Linked DNA regions of Mus musculus: region 2 is linked to region 1. The links are chromatin contacts, called in public Hi-C maps. All regions are on one chromosome and are shown on one strand. The core of a region is the stretch at or near the end of the contact, and the rest is flanking DNA. Distances in the headings are between cores, read along the strand shown.

Region 1 (3,663 bases), core at 644-3,143:
AATGTCTTTCTACGTAACCCTGGTTGGCTAGAACTCTCTATGCAGACCAAGCTGGCCTGGAACTCACAGAGATCTGCCTGTCTCTGCATCCCAAATGCTGGAATTAAAGGTGTACACCAACAAACCAAGCCCTGTTTTGTTCTGTTTTAAAGATTTATTTATGTTTATTTATACAAGTACACTGCAGCTGTCTTTAGACACACACCAGAAGAGTGCATTGGACTCCATTACAGATGGTTGTGAGCTACCATGTGGTTGCTGGGAATTGAACTCAGTTCCTCTATAAGAGCAGTCAGTGCTCTTAACTGCTGAGCCATATCTCCAGGCCCCTGTTTTGTTTTTAAGACAGTTTCTAGTAGCCCAGACTAACCTCCACCTCACTATGATGATGACTTTTGAATTTCTTTTTTTTAAAGATTTATTTATTTATTTTATGTATATGAGTACATGTACAGCTGGCTGTGAGCCTCCATATGGTGGTTGGGAATTGAATTTTTAGGACCTCTGCTTGCTCTGGTTGCCCCACTTGCTCAGGTCAACTCTGCTTGCTCAGTCCCTGCTTGCTCTGGCCCAAAGATTTATTCATTTTATTAAGTACCACTGTAGCTGTCTTCAGACGCACCAGAAGAGGGTGTCGGCTCTCATTATGAGATCTCATTTTGGGTAGTTGTGAGCCACCATGTGGTTGCTGGGATTTGAACTCAGGACCTTTGGAAGAACAGTCAGTGCTCTTACCCGCTGAGCCATTTCACAAGCCTCTGACTTTTGAATTTCTGATCCTCCTTCCTCCATCTACCTTCCTGTCTTTAAGACCCTGTTTGGTTCCTCTAGACAACACCCAGTTAACACACTAGGGAAGCACTCCAACACCAAGACACACTGCCAAGCCTTTTAAAAAATTCAATAGATTCATAATTCCAAAGATACACCAGGTAGGAAGGGTGTGTGACACGAGATTGCGACAATCCATCTCGTGTTAAACTTCACTTCCCACTAGCATTGCCACTAGCTGTCCTCGTGATGTGAAGGCTGCCATCGTCCCAGGAAGCTAACACTACACTGGAACTGGAAAAGGGGATCTTACGGTCTCTGCTCCAAGCAGCTTCTCTACTTCCCACTGGTTCAAACCAGTTCACAGGCCCACTGCTAGACAATCACTGCCAAAGAACTGGCTCTAATTTAATTCGTCAATAAAGCATGGGGGTCTGGGAGCTTTGGTAGAGAACAGTTCAGAACTTTGCGGTGGGCCCTGGAGGGAGGGAGGAGAGGGAGAGCCTATTCAAGCTGCAGCAGGAACCCTGGCATAGCTTCTGAGAAGTCAAGTGTGTAGTTTTCCGTAAAGCCAGGCCGAGAGCCACTCCGTATCCCCGACGCCTGTGGCTGTCCCTGCCCCAGGTCACGGTGTTCCTGTGTATGCTCTCGACCCGCCAGCAAAATCACAGCAGGACTCTGCCCACTAGGCCAGGTTGAGAATTCGAGTTCTCTTGTACCATAGAGCAAAACTGATAGCTGTCAGACTGCAACTCCCAAAGACAACGCCCAGCGCAGCCTCAGGCGTGCCGATTGGTCCGTGGATCTACTTATCAGGACTCAGTAACCAATCACAAGGAAGGAGAGGAGGGCGTGCCTCCCGCGGACCAAGGGTTGCCGAAGGGTGGCAAATCCTAAACAAACGCCCTTTGGGACTGACTTTGTGAACCGAGAATCGACAAGCCACTCACGGCTTGGGCTTGCGAGGCATCGACCTGTGGCTGCTGGAAGAATTACCCGCACTTCAGGCCGTAGGAGATTCGGGTTTCGGCTACTCCTGCCTGCAGCCCCTCTGCGAGGGCAGTCAGTGGAGTCTAGGCTACGCCCCACGCCTCCTCATTGGCTTCTCCAGACACGTGGTCGAGTGGTTCCCGCCTCCGAGTGGCCTGAGAGGCGGTACGTGAAGCCGCATGGACAGCCTGGCGTCGGGCCGCTGGAGACGGCGGAGGACGGAGGAGCTGCCAGCGGCAGGGGACGCGGTAAGCTCCGGGCAGGGCGTGGGCAGAGGGAGGTGGCGTCCTAGCTGGCGCGCGGGCGCCCGGGGCGAGGTCCTTCCGGATGACCGGCGGGCTGGACGTCGTAAGCCTGCTGCCGAGGCGGGGCCAGGGGCGGGGCCTGGGTGGAGCTAGGCAGAGGACAGTCCCGCCCCTCCCGCTGCGCTTGCGCAAAGATGAGGAGCTATGTGCTCCCTTGACTTAAGCTGTAGTATTCTGAGTGTTATGGAGTTCATGGATCACAACTTGCGCCACAAGTCCGCTCTGGCGATCTATCCTCATAAACAAACTGAAAGAGCCAAGTTAAAATTGGAAAGCGGGAAAAGATTTAAAACACCTAGTCGAAGAGGAACAAAGCGATTGAGGAAATCACTCCTAGTCTGACTCAGGAGTCCCGAAGTGAGACTAAAATTGAAATAGAGAGCCAAGAATATCTAAGAAGTCCGTGTCAAAAGTATAGTCTGAGCCGGGAGTGGTGGCGCACGCCTTTAATCCCAGCACTCGGGAGGCAGAGGCAGGCGGATTTCTGAGTTCGAGGCCAACCTGGTCTACAAAGTGAGTTCCAGGTCATCCAGGGCTACACAGAGAAACCCTGTCTCGAAAAACCAAAAAAAAAAAAAAAAAAAAAAAAAGTATAGTCTGGCTAGCATTGTCTAGGCTTCAGTGTCCTTTTTTTTGGGGGGGGGGGGGGCGGGGAGTGTCTTTCTCCGTGTAGCCCTGGCTGTCTTGGAATTCACTCTGTAGACCAGCCTGGCCTCAAACTCAGAAATTCACCTGCTTCTGCCTCCCAAGTGCTGGGATTAAAGGCGTGAGCCACCACTCCCACACCTTCAGTGTCATCTTGTGAAGGGGTCTGACAGAACTGTGTGAAATCTTTCTTTGAGACAAGTTACCCCCCCCCCCTCGAAGCCGCCGCTCTGGGACGCTGGCGTGAGATTCCTGGAGAAATTACCATTTCTTTGGAATCCATTGTTTGAATAGTCTGATAGTTGGTTAAGAGACAGGTCTCTGTAGACCGGTTCCATATCTGCCAAGCCTATAAATGGAGCACTATGAAAGCCCAGGTGCTTAGTCTGTAGAAGACACCTAACTTCCTGCCCCAAACCTGGGGAGAAGGCAAGGGGAAGTTAAGCATTCCTTTAAGGGAAGGTGGAAGTCTTTGGGTAGGCTAAGCTGGCTGTGCCAAGTGCTGCCCAGGAGCTGAGCCTGCAAGGCATCTGACATTGCAACAACCTCTAGAGTTCTCACTAGGTACCTGCACAGTTGAGTTACAAAAAAAAAATTACCAATAAAACAAAACAAAAGAACCCTCAATTGTTGCAGGATATTTGATCACACTCTTCAACCCTCAGATTCTGTTATTTACTGGGAAAACAGCCCTAGCACACACCTTTAAATGCAAACGTTTTTAGCTTGACTGTTGTAAACAGGATAAAACAAAGTCAGCCATGGTCAATAGGCAGAACAAGCAACAGGTGACAGGAAGTGAACATAGAAGTATTAAAACGTCATAGAGAGTAAGGAGGAAGGCAGGAAGATGGACAGAGAGATACACAGGAAGTAGAAGGACACGCAGTTAAAGGGGTTCTTTGATGAAGGTGTGGGAGAATGGCTTTTGGGGGGCATGGCTTTTGGGACA
Region 2 (3,482 bases), core at 682-3,181, 2.7 Mb before region 1:
GCTTCCTGGAAGGACCCATTCCAGTGAATGGTCTTCACCGGCTTGTCAAAAGCGACCGTATCCTTGGGCAAGGAAGCCAGTATGCGGTCGGTAAGTCCTTGGTAGCCACTAGGAGAGACAGAAGTTGATGTGTCTGTGAAACAGGCCCTGGAAGGGGAACTGGCAGAAATAAGCCACCCAAGATGCCACCAGCATCCAGAGGAGCATCGCTCAGAGCCAGAAAGAGAGGCAACCCCTTAAAACACAGAACCATTAACATCTGCATCCGGACTAATGAGGGTCCCATAAGTCAATGAACACAACACTGACTGGTTCCCATGAGAACCGGAGTTCCCCACCACCACACCAGCCCCAGGTTTGCACACTTCCTACATCACAAATCCTATCTCCTAGACAGAAGCCTTGGGCCTGATGTTAGGGGTGTGGGTGGGAGGTATAGGAGACCAGCCCCGCCCAATCAATGTCTTTGTTCCTAGAAGCAAGCACAAGCCTGCCTGCCATAGGGAAGGAGCCTGCTTGGCTTCTCTGCACTTGAAGGCCCTTGAGTAACACCTGGCACAGGAGCTACCCTAGGATATCAGAAGAAATGAGCATTCAAGATACTTCCTCCTCAATTCCCTAGACGAATCTTTGCTTAAACACAACTAGGAGAAAGAGAAACCAATCCCTCTGAATGGGGAGGGCAGTGCCCTCACCTGCCCGCTCCAAGCCTCCTCCTCTCTCCCCTTCTCCCTCCTTTCTCCAGTCTAGTGCCTCTGCCTGGACAGTAGGGACAGAGCTGGCAGGGCTATGGCCCATACCCAGCCAAGATGCAATCCAGCCCAGGCAGCACTGTATACTCCCCGAACGGTGCAAGAGCCACCAGGTCCATGCTGTGGGTGCCGCTCACACAACACTCTATGTTGAAGAAAGTATTCAGGATAGCCAGCTTGCGCTTTCTGGTGTCCTCATCATCCTCGGTCCAGCTAGCCACCTGCTGACTTATCTCCTTCTTCAGGAACTCTCCAACACTGGCCATTGGGGTTTCAGATTCATTCAGGAATTCTCGGGTCCGCTCTATCAGTCCATAGAACAGACGGGCCATCTCTGTCATCAGCTCCAGGCTCACACTTGTTCCAGAGCTGGACCAGATCATGGAGGGCAGGGCCACGTGCCCTCCTGTATCCACAAGCTGGTTCTCTTCCGATAATTCTTTCTCCCCCAGGAGCCCGAATTCTGCAGCCAGCTGGAAGACAGGATTGTCCTGGGAGGGCCCATGGATCCAGTGTGCACCCAGCTCCACTACACCACCTAGGAGGGCACAGGAAATGCTACCTGGAGGCCCTCTCCCCAGAAAAAGCAGCCCCACCCTTTCGCAAGCATACTCTAGGAACACCTTGAGAGTCACATGGTCCCCTTGTATACCAGGACCAAGGGTCCTGTTCCTCAGGGTAAAGTAGTTCCTAAAGGCATGGCTTGGTCAGACCAGATTTCGGGAACTCCTGGGGAGGGGCGAGACAGCCTGTACAGGCTTCCTTCACTTAAGGAGAAACCCGAGAAACCCCAAAGCTGAGCAAAGCAACTGCGGGACCCTAGGTTGCCTTCCCTAGAGAGTACTCTCCTAACTTTAGGCAGTTGACTTTCCAGGCTCAGTGAACGGAGGGTGTGTTCCTTTACTCCGGGAGCCAAAAAAGGAAGGCTTCCTGGCTCAGTAGGAACCGGATGGGGTCTGGGGTCGACCAAGGAGCGGTTACCGAAGCAGCGTTCCGAGCGGATGCGGCCCCCGGCGCTGGCGGTGGCCTCCAGAACCCGCAGGTGTGGAGCAGCCCGGTGGCTGCAGAGCTTCTGCGCAGCGCCCAGCCCCGCGATGCCGCTGCCCACCACCAGCACCCGCGGGCCAGGGAACGCCATGGCTAGCTCAGGGTCCTCCAGAGACCTGGCCTTAGGCGCCTTAGCAGAGGCGGGCGGGGCGGGGCCAGAGGCGGGGAAGAAGGCGGGGTTGTGTAGAAAGGAGCGAGTGAGTGTGCGTGGGACTGGAGGTGGGACGAGGGGCGGGGCCTATGGGGAGCAGAGGAGGGGCCAAGACGGGAGGAAAGCCTTGGTGAACATTCGGAACTGGACTGAAGGAGAGGAGATGGATGTCCCTTGGCCTTCACTGTGTGGTCCACGTAGGCTTGCGGCTCCCAGAAGCGCTCAAGCTCCAAGTGCTCTGAGCAGCCCTCCTCCTGTTTGGACCCGCCTATAGTCTACTTAAGAAGGGTGTGGCTGTAGCTACTACTAGGCAGTGTGAGCCTAGAACCCCATAGAGATGCATAGTCTTCCAGAAGCATCCTTCCTGGTTCGTATCAGAGCATAGAGTGCGCCATAGCTCTAGTCTCCTTTCCACTGGCCTGTCGGCTCACAGTGAATCAACCCGCTTAGAAGATAAGTTCTGTCCTGTAACCATGCTGACCCAAAGCACAAAGACAGGGATCTTGTAAGCTAAGAACACTGTTTTGGCCAACCACTCAGCAGGCTGAGGGGCAAAAATGTCCTTGACCAACGTACTTGATCCCCTCATTCACTCAGAGCTACTAGCTGTGGTATAGAGAAATAAAACTCACTGGTTGTATGCTATGGGGAGGGGGTGATGGCTCTGACATAGATGGGAACTGGGCATAAATCCGCGTCTGAAGAGGATATATGGTAAGGGCAGGAGGCACATGCCCTCCCCTCAGCTACAAAACATCACTCTTGTTCACTTTCTAAGTTAGAGTGTTTAACTGGATCTTGGGAGTTGGGAGTTGAAGCTGCCCTCCCAAGCAAAGATACCAAAAGCATCCCACCCTACATTGAGGAAACTAACCTGGAGACAAAGAGCTACCTGGTCTGGTTCATTAAAAATGCCAGTCTTTAATACTCACTATTTTCCTCTACACAGTTTTAAAACTTCTAACAAGTTGGTTTCACAAGACATAGAAAATCAAGTTGGAGCAGACATGAAAACTTCCCTCCTGCTTGCTAGTTTGCATAGTGTCAAAAGCTGCTATGCAGGCTGCTGTAGGAAAAAAGTTATCAGCGGCATTGCTCTGTGTCAATTCCCACATGCTACAGGACTGTCAGGGACCTTCTGCTGTTTTGCTAAATGATCCTGTTATCAGACTGCCTTTTAAATGTTGGGTTTTGCCTTTAAAATGTTGGGTTTTCATGCTTCTCTCAACCTTGGCCAGAGGTGCTTCTTCTGCAGTGAGCAGCAACTAGTACAGAGACTCACAACTAGTCCGCGAGCTGAGAATAAGTGACCTATGAGTGTACAACATTAAATGAAGTATCTGTCTCAGCCTCCCCACCCCCACCCTCAACGCTCAGGGAACATCAAGGAGAGGAAAGGGAAAGAGTGTAAGATCCATGGAGTGGAGAGATCCCACGTTGCTCTTCCAGAGGACTGGAGTTCAGTTCCCAGCTGAGCACCCACATCAGGTGGTTCACAAGCCCTGTCACTCTGGCTCCAGGAATCCCCCTTC

What was found. Hi-C and Micro-C count contacts between places; a contact is called where the count stands out from the background.
Region 2: a Hi-C map of B cells shows a contact between it and region 1, with 5 read pairs. The contact joins the promoter of Paox here to the promoter of 9430038I01Rik in region 1.

The regions. Positions count from the first base shown.
Region 1 is chr7:137,408,986-137,412,648 of GRCm38.p6, reverse strand. It overlaps 9430038I01Rik (RIKEN cDNA 9430038I01 gene), which reads left to right and starts at 1,893. Exons shown (of 4, transcript NM_029886.2): 1 at 1,893-2,009. The coding sequence starts at 1,941.
Region 2 is chr7:140,124,134-140,127,615 of GRCm38.p6, reverse strand. It overlaps Paox (polyamine oxidase (exo-N4-amino)), which reads right to left and starts at 1,931. Exons shown (of 7, transcript NM_153783.4): 1 at 1,734-1,931; 2 at 801-1,290; 3 at 1-108. The coding sequence starts at 1,890.